2 separate regions of the Monodelphis domestica genome follow, and region 2 is linked to region 1. A link is a contact called in public Hi-C data. All regions are on one chromosome and are shown on one strand. The core of a region is the stretch at or near the end of the contact, and the rest is flanking DNA. Distances in the headings are between cores, read along the strand shown. Region 1 overlaps LOC103099221 (a long non-coding RNA gene). Region 2 holds the start of IRF2BP2 (interferon regulatory factor 2 binding protein 2).

Region 1 (7,802 bases), core at 3,859-6,358:
ATCAAACCCAGTGGTACCACAAAGCTGTTTGGAATAGCCATGCTTCATTGTCCTCCTGACTGTGCTTCTGACTCCAGACTACCATCATACCCCATCTGCTGTTTTACTCCTAAACATCCCCATAGCCATGCTGGCCCCCTTCTCTCATTGGTGAATTCCTTTTCCATCTGAGGAATGGGTACAGGAAGGTAATGCTTCATCCCCTTCAGCCGTGATTCTGATTCTTCTGAGTCTCAGACTGATATTTTCTCTCCTATTCCCTTTTCATTTCTCTTTCATGTCTTGTCTTTCCCCTTAAGAATATAAACCCTTTGAAGGAAAATTATAAATGTTGGAGGGAATGTGGCAAAATTGGGGCACTAATGCATTACTGGTAGAGTTGTGATCCAATCATTCTGGAGGACAATTTAGAATTCTACCCAAAGGGCTATAAAATGATGCATACCCTTTGATCCAGTAATACCTATACTAGGTCTGTATCCCAAAAATGGGAAAGGGTCTGTTTGTACAAAGATGTTTATGGCTGCCATTTTTGTGGTGGCAAAGAACTGGAAACTAAAGGGATGTCCATCGGTTAGGGAATGGCTGAACAAATTGTGGTATATGATAGTGATGGAATACTATTGTGCTACAAGGAATAATTAACAGGATGATTTCAGAAAGAGCTGGAAAGACCTCCATGAACTGATGCAGAGTGAAGTAAGCAGAACCAGGAGATCATTATACACAGTAACTACAATATTGTGGAATGATCAAATATGATTGACTGACACTAACAATACCGTGATCCAGAACAATTCTGAGGGACTTATGAAAAAGAATGCTATTGCCTCCAGAGAAAGAACTGTTGGAGTAGAAATGCACATGAGAACATATGATTTATCATTTGTTTATTTGAATATATGTCTGAGGGTTTCAGTTCTATAAGGCTATTTACTTATAAAAATGAAAAATATGGAAATATGTTTTGTGTAATAATACATGTATAACCCAGATTGAATTACTTGTCAGTTCCAGGAAGAGGGAGGGAAGAAGGAGAGAGACAATAGGAATTATATAATTTTGGAAAGCTGATGTGGAAATTTATTATTAAAATAAAAAATAAAGGGAGAAAAAGAATGTAAACCTTTTGCAGGTAAGTAATATCTCTCTTTTTTTGCTTGTATTTGTTTAACCACAGCACTTAACACAGTGCCTGGAACATAGTGAACTCTTATTAGATGCTTTTTTTGTCTGTCTGATGTCCTAAGTGTCACCCAAGGCAAGTCACTTAACATTACATGGCCTCAGTTTCCTATGTGTAAAAAGATGGGGGGAGGCAGTTGAATTAGATGACTTTGGGGGTCCCTTACCACTCCATATCTATGAGAGCTTTACATCTTTCAGGAGTCATTGCAGGAAAATCAATTTGCTCACCCCCATGCACTCACCTGGCTGGTACAAGATTCCTGGTAACCTCTCCATCCTCTCCCACTTCTCCCTGGTCGAGGTTCTCCCTCTGCATATTCTCTTTCTTTTGTAGACTACAGCAGTCATTTCTAAAAGCAAAAAACCAGGGCATTTGGGCTTCCCTCCTTTCTGAAACTCAAGGAAAGCCAGTCTTGGGGACCAAGCTGTCCAGGGAATGAATAGGAAGCCTATTTTCATTGGAAGTGAGAGGTGTTGGGCTGGTGGATCACTTGTTCTGATGGAAAGTGGCTTGGGGAGGTAGGGGCTCAGTTTCCCAGCCCCACTTCCCATGGAGATGTTGGAACTGAGATGTCCCACCGTAGAAGCAGAGACATTTGCCCCAATTTCACTTTTAGAAAGTTGCAAGTAAGCATTTTTTTTCTTTACCCAGTGTTGGTTCACAGGGCAGGGATGTGATTTTTTTTCCAGACCTTGAATGGGGCAGTAGCTCCAAGGTTAATAACCCTCCCTCGCTTCAGGTGGTTGTCTTGGCGGTTTCCAGAATGTTGTTTTTGGCACTGGGGTGAAGGCTGCATTTGTAAGTGGTTTTGAGCCACCCCCTGCTGAAAGAAAAAGGACAACAACCCCACCTCCCTGTCCTCCAATTCACCCTTACCTTTTAACCCTGTGAGATCCATGGCTCTTCCAGTGACCATATTTTCCCAACCACATATATGGGGTTTATAGATGATCTGACAAATGATAGGCTTTCTGGTAAAGTCTAATTAAAAGCACTCTTATTTCTGTTCAATAAAAATTAAGAACATGTAATCCTGAATTTTCCACCCAAATCCTACTCCAGTGTCTCCTGAGGCTATGGAGGTGATCCCTCCTCATAGGAGGGCAAGCTGCAGCAGAGACTGTCCAACAGGAAGGGGTTCAAATGCAAACTTCCCGATGGATTGTCATCTGAAGACCAACCTAACTAAGTAGCGGTAACTCCTTCAACCAAAATTTGGCCACAAAATAATACGTGTTTTGTCCACAGCAGCTCATGGAAGGTAGGGATGAGTTGTGACCTGATGTGGAATGATGCCAGCACAAGAGCTTTGAAGTTTTCAAAGATGATAGTGGTTCAAATTTTGACTCAGGCACTTACTAGCAGTACCACAGGGGGCAGATCACTTAACCTCACTGAGACTCAGTTTTCTTATGTGTAAAATTGGGGTAATCATAGCATTGACCTAATAATGTAGAAAACATCAAGTGAGAATATATGCACACCTTAAAGCACTGTATAATTGTTAGCTATTATTAGCTATGGTTATTTCCTTTCTTTAAAAAATTGTAAGTTGAGAGGGCAGCTGGGTAGCTTAGTGGATTGAGAGCCAAGTCCTGGGTTCAAATTTGACCTCAGACACTAACTAGCTGTGTGACCCTGGGAAAGTCACCTAACCCCCATTGCCTAGCCTGTACCTCTCTTCTGCCTTGGAATCAATACACAGTATTGATTCTTTTTAAAAATTTTTATTTAATTAATTCAGGATATTTTTCCAGGGTTACATGATTCATGTTCTTTTCCTCCTCTCCTCCCACCCCCCCTCCAGCAGCCAACACACAATTCTACTAGGTTTTGCATGTGTCATTGATCAAGACCCATTTCTATATTATTAATATTTGCATTAGGGTGATCCACAGTATTGATTCTAAGGAGGAAATGAAGGATTTTAAGAATAAATATATATATGTGTTGATCAGCAGAACATAGATTTAGAGTTGGAAGGCATCTTGGAGGCCATCTAAATCTATTCTATAATTTTACACGTGAGAAAAGTGAAGCCCCAAAGCTATGAAATGATTTGTCCAAGCTCACGTAGGTTGTAAGTGGTAGAACTTGGTCCTCTTGATTCTATGAGTTTGCTTTAACATGCTTAAGATCACAGTCCCTGGCTGGAAATATTTCCTGAAAAAATTGGGTATTCTTTTGCGATAAAGTGGGGATGGGAAGATCTTGAAGGTACCCTCCAGATTCGCTATGGCACCGCTCTGATGAAGCAGACCTCTTCCTCAGTTTCTCCCTCTAGAAAAGGGATAAAATGGTGCCTACTCAGGAGAAACAACAGTAGGCCTCCATCGGAGTTTGAGGTGTGGCCATTCTAAAGATAACAATGAGCCAGGCTGTTTTCCAAAGAGGCTGCCACAGACGTCATTGCATCAACTTCTGCTTCTGTCCTCCCTTCTCAGGGCCAGAAAAGAGGCAACGAATCTGTCGTCAGCTCCCTTCAGAGCTACTTCTGAATTTCAGAGTTGGCCCCTCTGAGAACCTTGCTGAGGAGTGTCAGATTTTGCAGTGGGGGGAAAAGCTGGCAACCTAATCCTTACTTCTCAGTAACCTTCCCCTAGGAAACCGGCCAACTCTATCTGCTTGGAGACCTTCTTTTGATCACAGCTTGTCACCTCCCAAGAGATGTTCCACTTTTCAGGCAGGTGAAAAACGAACCCGATTAAAAATAGTAGGCTCGACTCTAAATCACTGGGCAATGAACTTTTCATACATAGTCTCCTTGTAAAGTGAAACTACTCTATGCATCTTGGATTTGGGAGCAGGGGGCCAGGAAAAGAGACCTCAAAGGTCAATCGAGCTATACCCCTCCTGTTAGAGGAATCCAGCTGCCCATCAAGCTCCCCGCAGTGCCCACAAATTAACATGAAGCCCTCTCCGCCTCCTTGCAAGAATCCTGAATAGTGGCTAATTGTACAGTACAGCATGGACACGCAACTTGCAGTATTATCTTTTGGCTGCACTAGAGTCCCAAGGCAAAAAAACAAAAAATAAAAAAATAAATCCCTTCCTCCTTCCCCAATCAGCTGGATCTTGTCAGCAGGCATGTTTTCACCTGGGCAAGCAGAGTTCAGCTGAGCTACCCTCCCTCCCTCCTTCTGTCCAACTGCCCCCTATCATTTCTCCATTTAATGCTACATAAGAATGAGGGTTTCTGAAGCTTTTTAGACACAGGGCACAGGAGAAATCAGGGCATTTCCCATTCTGCACCCTACAATATCTTGAGGGGAAAAAAAAGGAAAAAAAAAACAGACTAGAGGAGTAAGCCCTTTTCTCTTTCCTTCTTTTTTTCCCAGGGGGTACAGTGGGCCATTTTTGTTGTGGGTGCTTATTGTTTATCCTTGTGTCACCTTTCCCAGCTTTAGTGCTATTGCTTGAGTGCTCTAGTTCTCTCTCTCTCTCTCTCACTTTCTCTCTCTTTCTCTCTCTCTGTCTGTTTCTCTCTGTCTGTCTGTCTGTCTTTCTCTCTCTCTCTTTTATGAAATGCCTGATTAATAGGTTAGCTGCTTTTTATATCTCCACATGTGGCACATCTGGATAAAGGCGTGCCTCTCTGCTTTGTTGGTTTTTTTTTTTAACTTTACTTTCGACTGCCATGGTAACTGCTGCATGTTTGGCAAAAAGAAAGAGGAGGAGAAAAAAAAAAGCTTGGAGAGAAGAAAAGGAGCTCACAGAGCTCAGCTGGCAGATGTCCAGTGTAATCATGCCGCAGAGCTGAAATGAGGCCTCTGGCAGGCAGCCAAGTTACAAAGAACAAAGATGTCAGTTCCTAATGTTGGCGGCAAAGCTTGTTTGGCACCCTTATATGGTTTCCCAGAACTCCCTGCCTTGGCTGCCTTCCATTCCCTTTAGGGCAGCAAACAGGATTAGTACAGCGGAGTTGTTTTTCTCTTTTCTCCCCCAACTGTTCCAATGACATCATCCCTGCTGCATTCATTTGCCAAGAGGGTGATTTTCCCCCCTCTCTCTCTTCTCTCTCTTTTTCCACCTCCCTCCCTCCTCTCCCTCCCTCATAACCTCTCTCCTTCCTTCCTCCCTTCCCTCCCTTTCTCCCCCTGCTTTCTTTCAACGCTGTGTTTTAGGTCATTCTTACTGCCCGGCTTCTCGGTTAAATTAAAAACACCCTGATGCAAGTACGTTTAGCTGAATCAAGCCAGACGCTGTATTTTATTTTTATAACTGAATTCCTGCGAGATAAAAATCTCATTTTCCTTAGTAGGCTGTAATCAGCACTTACAGGGCTGTGGTTTCCAACTGCCCTCATCATGTGCTTCCTTACGAAGCTCCACAGAGAAATGGGCTTGGCCCCAGCTCGCATTTAAAGGGCCCGTGGCCAGTTCCACTCCTTGTGTGTGTCACACGCAGAGACCATCCTAGAAACACGAACGCTTACACACATACACGCATGCATGCGTGCCCATGCATTCTCCGAAGCGCGCACTGCTGTGCAAACACCCAGGGGCTAAGGGAACTGTCCATATATGGCGGCGTCACTCTTGTCCATTCTAGAAGGAGGCTAGTCAAAGAAGTCCTCTGTGGAACAAACGCTTCCACTTCCTAAAAGACTGGTTTAAACTATCAGGCAGCCCCAGCGTTATGCAACTAATGGCTGTGTTCATGAAAAGAAATCCAGGTTTGTGACTGCACACACATATTCCCCAGCCCCCGCCTCCAGTCCTCGCCACCCCACCCTGCTCTGATTCATGAACTAGTTTTCAGATTCATGAATCACTTGGGAACCGGCTAGAGGAAAAATGAATAGTATTGATCTCATTTCATTTGAAATTGGCTCATTATGACCGTGCTGGCTGGAGCGGAGTGGACAGATGCTTGCCGGCACACGGGGTCCTTCTGGAAGCGGTCTCCTTCCACCTGCCTGTGGGGCAGGAGGGGATTCTTGGGTGAAACGTTCTGCAGGGGATTCCCCCCCCCCCCTTCTTTTATTATATAGGTGTAATAAGATTTACTTTAAGAGTGACTCAGCCCACACTCCCCTGGTCTTGGTTGGTTGCGCCACCCACCTCCTTTTTATTTTCCTTTCGGTTTTAATTAAATTAGAAATAAGGTAGCTCCGTACAAGCCCCTTTTCCAGATTTTTACATGGTTTTTTGCTTGCCTACCATGACAAAGCAGGAGCACACATTCTGATCCTGGCTCAGAAGCCGACTAGGGTCCATTGTTTTTGAGCACAAATAAGGAACTTGCTCCCCTCCCCCTGCCTTTTCTCTTCCAGAACACCAATTTAGCAAGGAGTAGGTATCTGTGAATCCCTCAAGAGACCTTCAAGGTCAACTCTTATCTCCGTCAGATCTCTGAATCGGGGACTGACCTTTGTGCAAGAAAAGTGTGCTCATCAAAAAAGCAGGGTGTTTTTGTTTTTTTTAATCATCCTTCTCCCTCTCAAAGTAAATTGTGCCCTTTCTTTTGGGAGTCAAAATAATGGACTCAGAACTGAAACCTGACAAAGGTATACGGAATGGGGTTGTTGTATGGAAGATTTGGGTCACCAAGGATAACCGGGGCCTTTTACTAAGGGGATTTCCTCTTCTCTGCAAAGGTCTAATTCCTCTCAACTTCCAGGTCTTCCTCACCCAGATTCCCCTTCACCCATCTCATCCTCTTACTCAAAAACGCCATCAATTTCTTGCCAGGGAAAACCTTTTTTTCTTTTCCTCTATGGCTTTCTCTGATGTGCACTGACTGACATTTTTACTAAAAATAACAATAGTTTGCTGATCCTTAATTATAACTTCAAAACAATTTTGGGAGGTTCCTTCCTTTTCTAGGATTTAAATCCCCCAACCTTAGGGATTAAAAAAAAAAAGTCACTAGATGAATGCCTCTAAGAAACTCACAAAACTCACAAAATCCCAACAACAACAACCAAAAAGGATTTGATTTTAATCTACATAATTTTGGATCCAATAGCTTGGAAATGAGATTTTTATCCATTTGCTTCAGACATGCCGTCTCGCCATTAGATGTGTTTCACTTGGCAGAGATTTGATGACGTGACCTTACTTTCTTTTATCATTGCTGTACCCAGAATAACTGGGTGAGGCCTGAGGAAGAGGAAAGAAGATGTGTTTATGTGCATCTCAATAAGCAATTAGTTCAGGAACAAAAAAAAAAAAATTAGTTGCTTTGTCTTCATGTCCCTGTTGGTGAGCCAGACAATTCCACAATGCCATTCATTGGTCTCTACCTGCAGAAGGGACAGAAATGCTTGTCATTCTATCTCCCTTCCTAGCAGGGGTTAAAAATTGGTCCTCCATATTTGTCAGCCTTGGAGCAAATGGGGATAGTGGTTTGGCTCCTGTTTTTGCATTAACTCGTTTGATTTTTTTTTTCCATGGCTGCCTCTCATTTTGTGATAAACCTGAGTTGCTAGGAAAGCTTTTTATGTAACACCCGCTCGGTCGCAGGCTTTACAGAGCACCAAGTGTTCCGTTTCCAGAGTTCCACATAAATCTGGCTGCACATCAAAACTTCTGTTTCATAACAGACTAGAAATAGGATTTTCTAATAACATTCAGAGGACTGTACTTATTGTGCAGGGATCTGGAATTTT
Region 2 (7,802 bases), core at 1,817-4,316, 160 kb after region 1:
GCTGGGATTGGGATGAGGAGGGGAGATCCGTCAATGTGCTGGGGGAGAGGCTTTTGAGCTATTAGTAGAGCCTTCTTTTCTGGAAATACCGAGAAGACTTATGTAGGGTTTAAACATGTAAAAACATTTAAGTTTGGCATTAAAGTACCTCCGTGTAATTTTTAGAACAGGTTTTTTCATGTGATTTAAGACTCATCACAACTATCTCTGAGGGTTTTTTTTTCTCTTCCTTTTGGTTAATCCTTTCAAGCAACCTAGCATTTTCAAGAGCAAAACAAAAGAGGCACGTCAGCAGGATTTTTTCCCCTCTATCCCTCCCTACCAATCCAGTTGGAGGAAACATAATATAATTATTTACCCTCATCTTCCCACACTTAACCAGCTCATTCCAGTCTAAGGAAGAGAGGTGAACCGGGATTCACTGGGAGGAAAAAAAGCTGGAAATCTAAAATTCTTAATTGAAGAGCATTTGCTGTATTTACTCGTCAACAAACATAATCCAAAAATTAGCGCAGCATTATAATGGGCAAAAATAAAATTTCAATTCAATGAAAAGTCTACACTAACCCGGGAACTGTGAATCAATCTTCGTGCCAGCCGGGTTTGTTACCGCAACCATGCTACATACTAAACCCAGCTGAGTGTGTAATTACAAACACACCACCCCTCCCCCCTTCACCAAACATATAGCAGCAGCCAAATGTGCAATTGTAAACGGCCCCTATAACCCCTAATGCCAACTGGGTGCCACTAGCCCCAGTCTGCTCATAGCTACTCTGAATGAAAGAGCGGCCGCTGATTTTATGCTTAAAGTAGGCTTCTAGTCACTGCAAGATGAAAGAGTATTATAATGAAGCTTTTTACACTCATCCCCAAGTACTGTACAAGCTGCTCTCGCTACCTTTAGTAAAAGTTTAGCCTGACTGAGGGAGGGACCTGAGATCCCAGAAATAGCAGCCGGGAGGCGGTGCCTTGTGCTGTGACGGAGGTGCTGGCTATAGATCTCTCTCTGTTTCCCTCTATCCCTGGAATGTGCATTTCGTTTAATGAGGCTTCAAGTGCCAATTGCATAGAGTCACGTCCCTACCGAGCCTGCGCACTACGCGGCTGAGGCACATGGGGCAGCGGCAGCCTGGGACAAAATGCCAACGTCACAAGTAGCTCCCTTCCCCCTTTCTAACCTACATAAAGCTGCTGCTGCTGCTACTGAGCTGTAGGGAATGGCGACCTACAGGCAGCTGAGCTTGCAGGCATCACTTCCACGTTGTCCATTCTACACAAACCAGCCTGGCCTCATGGAACCATTTCCTGTTGTAGTCACTGCTTCATCTTACCATGGGTAGCACAGACGAACAGATAACCCACTTTCAACTGTAGTTTTATGGGCTAACGATCATATGAGTTGTACAGCATTTGAAATTATAAGGAAGGAAGAAATGTAACGTATTTGGGAAGAGGAACTCAACGTATTTGCTCATTCCCCGTAATACTGCAAGTTACACTAGAAAAGGGATGTTAATATATTTCATTTGCACAGCATTCCCTTCCTCTTCCCATAGAGATATGAAAATCAATTTAAAAAATAAGCCAAACAAGCAAATTGACGTGGATATGTATTTTTAAAAAGCCCGTCCTTTGTCAGCAAAAGTTCTTTATGTCTCATTTTCCTAAATCAGATGAAAGAAAAAACACATTTTCTATAAATGCAACTAGGAATGTAGCATCTTTATTTATAATTCAACCTTCTTTGAGGCTTTGAACCTACAGTTCAAATATTCCTAGGTTTAAAATGTGATCCTGCAAACCGTGCAAAACATAAACAAAACGGCACTTTGATGTGATTAACAGACGCCACACAAAGTCGCATCCCTTTGGGGGGCTTTGAAGGGGAAATTGCCCTTTAAGCGCGATATGGGCCAAAAGAACTTCAGAAAATATTCTGGCTGATAAGTCAATATAGCGTAAAGGGGGAGCAAGGTGAAGGGGGTGTAGGGCAGGGGAGGGGGGAGGGAGGAAAGTGAAGGAAAAGAAAAACAACATTTGCATCACATTCACATTGGAAAGACTTTCTGCTCCTCCCTAAATGCTTCCCTCCCCCTTCAACGGCTGCTGACTAGCCAGTACTCGGAGCAAGGAGCTGGTTCTTCTTGCAGCTCTTGTTATCTTGGCAGAAGTTCAATGAGCACAAGGGAGGGAGAAAGAGAGGAAAAAAAAGAGGGGGAAAAAGGGAGAGAGAGGCAGCAAGAGAGGAAAGGAGGGGGACCCTAACGCGCAGGCGCCTTCGGAGGCTGTCGAAGAATCAAGTCTGTAGAAGTGGAGCAGCCGCGGCAGCGGCGGCGGCAGCAGCCTCAGCAGCCTCAGCAGCCTCAGCAGCTACAGCAGCTACAGCAGCTACAGCAGCAACAGCAACAGCAACAGCGGCAGAGGCAGCAGAGGCAGCAGCGGCAGTAGCAGTGGTAGCTGGGGCTGGGCGGTGACGCCAGAGACTGGGGGAAGTAGTAGGTGGTGGAGTCGACGGCGGCAGCAGCAGCTGTAGTTGTGAGGGACGACTGACTTGGGGAGCCGCGCTGCGTAGTAACTCCACGCTGACTCTGCTACCTCGGTGCGGCATGCACTGCCACTCAGGCTAGCTAACCCTCGGCGGCTGCATCACTTCACCCACCCGCCTCCCTTCCCCCGCCCCCCTTTACATCCCCACCCCCTTTTCCTCGCTTAGCACCGGCCCCGAAGACCTGCTGCACTCCCCTGCACCAGCGCGTCCGGTGTTTGCACCGGTCTGGAGACCTGCTGCAGCTTCAGTTTGCACGGACTCGGGGGCCTTGCTGCTGCAACCCCAGCCGCCTTGCAACAGCCCCCAGCCGGCCCGCACCAGCAAAGGGGACCTGCTGCTGTCTCAGTTGCACCCTTTCCTTCCCTGTCCCCCGCCCCTTCTGCACGGGGTGCGCTGCGCTGGGGCCAAGGCTTCCCGGGGTTTGCCTCGGCTGCTGCTGCAGCCCCAGCCTCCTCTGCCGCCACCTCCGCTGGTCAGGGAGTTGCGGGGTTGGGGGGGAGGAGGGTGCGTGTGTTGCCGGCGGGGGGCGGCGGCGCCTCCTCCACCACCACCACCACCACCACCACAACTACCTCCGCCTCCTCCTCCTTGGACATGTCGACCGCCGCTGTGGCCGTGGCGGCCGCTTCCCGGCGGCAGTCGTGTTACTTATGTGACCTGCCCCGCATGCCCTGGGCCATGATCTGGGACTTCACTGAGCCCGTGTGCCGAGGCTGCGTGAACTACGAGGGAGCAGACCGCGTCGAGTTTGTTATTGAGACGGCGCGGCAGCTCAAGCGGGCGCACGGGTGCTTCCCAGAGGGACGCTCCCCGCCCGGTTCGGCCGCAGCGGCTGCCTCGAAGCCTCCTCAGCTCTCCACCAAGGACATTCTCCTGCAGCAGCAACAGCAGCAGCAACAGCTGGGCCATAGCACTGCCGCCGCAGCCGAGGCGGCCTCGCGGGCCCCGCAGGCCCTGGAACGGTACCCCCTGGCGGCCGCCGCCTCCTCCGCAGAGCGGGCACCCCCGAGGCTGGGCTCCGAGTATGGAGCTAGCCGCCAGCCTGCGGGAGGGCCTACGACCCCGCAGCCGCAGCAACAGCCGCCGCCCCCGCCGCAGCAGCAGCAAGTGAATGGCATCCTGGTGCCCAATGGCTTCTCCAAGCTGGAAGAGCCTCCTGAGCTCAACCGCCAAAGCCCTAACCCCAGGCGCGGCCACGCGGTGCCGCCCACCCTGGTGCCGCTGATGAACGGCTCTGCCACACCGCTGCCCGCTGCCCTCAGTCTCAGCAGCCGGGCCGCCGCCGCCTCGCTTGCCGCCATCTCCGGCGGCGCCGGCGCCGCCCTGGGCCCTGCACAGCCCGCCGAGCTCGGCGGCCACAAGCGGCCGGGTTCTGTATCTGGTAGCGGCGGCGGCTCGGGCTCTGAGCACGAGCCGCGGGAGACGACCAAGGAGAAGCAGACCCAGGCGGCCCACCGAGGCCCCGCGGACAGCCTGGCAGCTGCCTCTGCAGCCGTTTCGGTGTCGGGAGCGGCTGAACTCGGCGGGGAGGGAGGAGGCAAGGGTCGGGGGCCGGGGGAACAAGACTGGGTGAACAAGCCCAAGACGGTGCGGGACACGCTACTGGCGCTGCACCAGCACGGCCACTCGGGGCCCTTCGAGAGCAAGTTCAAGAAGGAGCCGGCCCTGGCCCCTAGTAGGATGCTGGGCTTCGAGGCTAACGGCGCCAACGGGGCCAAAGCAGGTAGGCCGCACCTTGTTGCTTTGCAGGGGAGGTTTTTCGGTGGGGGTGGGGGCGGATAGTGAGTGGGGTGAAGGGGGGGGGCACTTTCCATTTGCCACCTTGCCCCAGTCCCCAGAAACAACAAACACTCAACTTCCTGATCTGCATGAGGCGGAACCATTGCTTAGGTGGCAACGTGTTCATGTGCTGAAGCAGCATAACAGAGATGAGTCAGACTGGGGTGATAGACACTGACAGAGGGTTTTCCTTTCCTAGCACATTCTTGGGATAGGAGTTATGAAGGCCCTAGTCACCTTTTAACCTGTTCAGCAGACATATATTTAGCCAGATGCACAATGCACACTGGTGTACAAGTAGGTGTTGAGGATCGTTTCTTAGATACAGTTTAAAATACAAGGAAGCACACATTTCATATTCTGGAGTGTAATTTTATGTAATATAGTTTAATTCATATAAGTAAATTTCCTTTATGGCTATATTCTTTTCTTTTTTCCGTTCTCCTGTTGCACACTTTAAAAGAGCATGTTCTGACTACAATTTGGTTATTCTCTAAGAATCTTATATGGTGGGGTTTATCTGAACCCTGACTCAAAGGAGCACTCCAAATGCATATTTATCCCTCCCCCCCTTTTTTCCTTTTACTTCTTTGTTTTCCTAGTTGCCCGTGCAGCGAGGAAGAGGAAGCCTTCCCCAGAACCAGAAGGTGAAGTTGGTCCTCCCAAGATCAATGGAGAGGCACAGCCATGGTTAACAACCCAAACAGAAGGGATGAAAATCCCCATGACTCCTGCACAATTTGTGTCTCCTCCACCACCCACTGTCTCACCTCATTCCAACCGGACCACACCGCCAGAAGCGGCTCAGAATGGCCAGTCCCCCATGGCAGCTCTGATCTTAGTAGCAGACAATGCAGGGGGCAATCATGCCTCCAAAGATGCCAACCAAGTTCACTCCACTACTAGGAGGAATAGCAACAGTCCACCTTCTCCATCCTCTATGAACCAAAGAAGGCTGGGCCCCAGAGAAGTGGGGAACCAGGGGTCCAACACGGGGGGACTGGAACCAGTACACCCCGCCAGCCTCCCAGACTCCTCTCTAACGGCCAGTGCCCCACTGTGTTGCACCCTGTGCCATGAGCGTCTTGAGGACACCCACTTCGTGCAGTGCCCTTCGGTTCCTTCGCACAAGTTTTGCTTTCCTTGCTCCAGACAAAGCATCAAACAGCAGGGAGCTAGTGGAGAGGTCTATTGTCCCAGTGGGGAGAAATGCCCTCTGGTGGGCTCCAATGTCCCTTGGGCCTTTATGCAGGGGGAAATTGCAACCATTCTTGCTGGAGATGTGAAAGTGAAAAAAGAAAGAGACTCGTGACTTTTCCAGTTTCAGAAAAACCCAATGATCACCCTTATCTTAAAACTGCTTGAATTGTGTATATATCTCTCTCTCTATATATATATCCAAGACAAGGGAAATGTAGACTTCATAAACATGGCTGTATAATTTTGATTTTTTTTGAATACATTGTGTTTCTATATTTTTTTTTTTGACGACAAAAGGTATGTACTTATAGAGGCATTTTCCTCTTTTGTTAACGTTATTAGCAGATCTTTGTGCTTTATTATCCTGGTGACAGTTACTGTTTAATGTAGGCTGTGACTTGCGCTGCTTTTTTAGAGCACTTGGCAAACCAGAAATGCTTCTAGCTGTATTTGTATGCACTTGTTTTAAAAAGAAAAAAAAGCCAAATACATTTTCTGACATTGTAAGATCGCCTTACTGTCTGTTATTCCTTATTCCTGGCCCCTTTCTTTAATCAAAAAGGAGGCAGAATGTTTGAGAAGGAAAGCAAATGGAAGGGACAAGATGGTTAAGTGGGGTTGTCACTATAGAAAATTATAAAGGGGTTCACATCAAAACATTGTCCTTGTATAGTAATTTTTTAAAAGTAGACCCAAAGTCTACTAATTTCTCTCTACTTCTTAAAGTTTAATTCTTGGGCTATATAGTATGACTTGTCTGAGAGGCGCTGCTGAGTTAGGGATTTCTGGGATTGTATTGCGTGATGTGTGTGTGTGTGTGTTTTTTGTTGTTGTTGGGGTTTGGGGGTTTTTTTGTGTGGGGGGGTGTTTTTAAAGGCAAACTTGACCACTGTTCACGTGATCAGTTGTAAGTTACAAAGCTGCATGCTTTAGTTGATTACATAATGTACAATTTCAGTGATGGAAGGCAGTTATAATTGATTGTGGTGTATACAGCATGGCACTGCCATCTTTGAAAAGATCCTAGCTCTCCAGCGCCACTTAATATATTTTTTCAAACAACGCCCTAGAAACTTGTTTTTGTTTTTTTTCTTTTTTACTTTGAGAGAAGTAACAAGAGAAGTTGTAGTGTAGTGAACTTTGAAATTATTGGGATGGGGGGGAGATCATCAATTACCTGTAGTATTGTTGCTATTGATGCTATCATCTACATCCTATTTCCAGTTAGTGGTAAATACAGTGTGGTACAATGACAGCAGCAACTGAGGTTCTGCCAGAATTGCCTCCGGGCATATCAGTGACAGCCCAAATGTGGGTGGAGGAAACCTGTAATTTCCTTCTTACATGTGTTTGAAACACAAAATGAATAAATAATATTGTTCTGAAGTGATCAAATAAAATAGTGAAAATGAAAGATGAATTTTACATGACATGCCCCATTTAAAAAACTATTTTGGATGCTTTTTGTAAATTCAATAAGATCAAAATTTTGCATCATTAATGATTCCCCCCCCCCCCAGAACCAATAAATCAGTTACTAGAAATAGTTGTCTTACATTGATAACTGGGGGGAAGGGGTTGGGGGAGGAATGTGTGCTATTATATTTAATATTGTCAGGAACAGTATTTCAACATTCTTTTGGTCTAGTGTTTCAAAGTTGATCATAAGAAAAAAAATCCCTTGAAGAACTCAAGGATCTACTTGGGCAGTTTTTGTGTTTACCTTCATACCTGAACAACTATTTTAATTTGAAAAAACAAATTTACCAGCTTTGATTGCCTTCAGTTCATTTTTTTTAATTGACATTTCTACAGCTTTCAGTGGATGAAATTGTTTTAACACCATGGTTCAAGTTAACATTTAAACATCAGATACTGTACCAAGTAGAGCATTTTTTCCTTACTGTTTTTAAATGGCTACACTTACATTAATCCTGTCCAGAACCCTATTACATCCATATTATCATTGTGGCAATATATACAGACTTGAGTGATTAACCAATTTAAGTAATTTTTATGCTTTTTACAAAACTGGAGTATATTTGACTGTCAATCAAACCAGTCTCTTATGTAAACACAATGCAGAAACACAAATATAGGCAATTTTAAATGCACATAAACACAGCTGCAAAGAATTCTTTGGAACCATGTTGGTCTGTTGTTTAAATGTACATCTAGATACTTTATTAAAAAGTGAATTTTGGCTTACAGATGTAACAACTTAGGCAGTCAATTCACCCAATGTGTCATAGCTATCTAGTTTTGCAATCTT

The links. Hi-C and Micro-C count contacts between places; a contact is called where the count stands out from the background.
Region 2: a Hi-C map of limb shows a contact between it and region 1, with 5 times the contacts expected there. The contact joins the promoter of IRF2BP2 here to the enhancer-like site in region 1. A contact is called at or near these places in 2 of 2 Hi-C or Micro-C datasets (limb and spleen and liver).

The regions. Positions count from the first base shown.
Region 1 is chr2:154,709,808-154,717,609 of mMonDom1.pri, forward strand. LOC103099221 (a long non-coding RNA gene) reads right to left here. Exons shown (of 2, transcript XR_461838.3): 2 at 7,100-7,293. Among named protein-coding and RNA genes, the nearest start is that of IRF2BP2, 170 kb to the right of the region's middle. Within about 2 kb of position 5,109, at least 1 of the 2 cell types and tissues checked has open chromatin away from gene starts, as enhancers often do. A contact at or near this core is called in limb, where this site is marked.
Region 2 is chr2:154,876,089-154,883,890 of mMonDom1.pri, forward strand. It overlaps IRF2BP2 (interferon regulatory factor 2 binding protein 2), which reads left to right and starts at 3,067. Exons shown (of 2, transcript XM_001378637.5): 1 at 3,067-4,274; 2 at 4,933-6,037. The coding sequence starts at 3,146. The coding sequence ends at 5,642.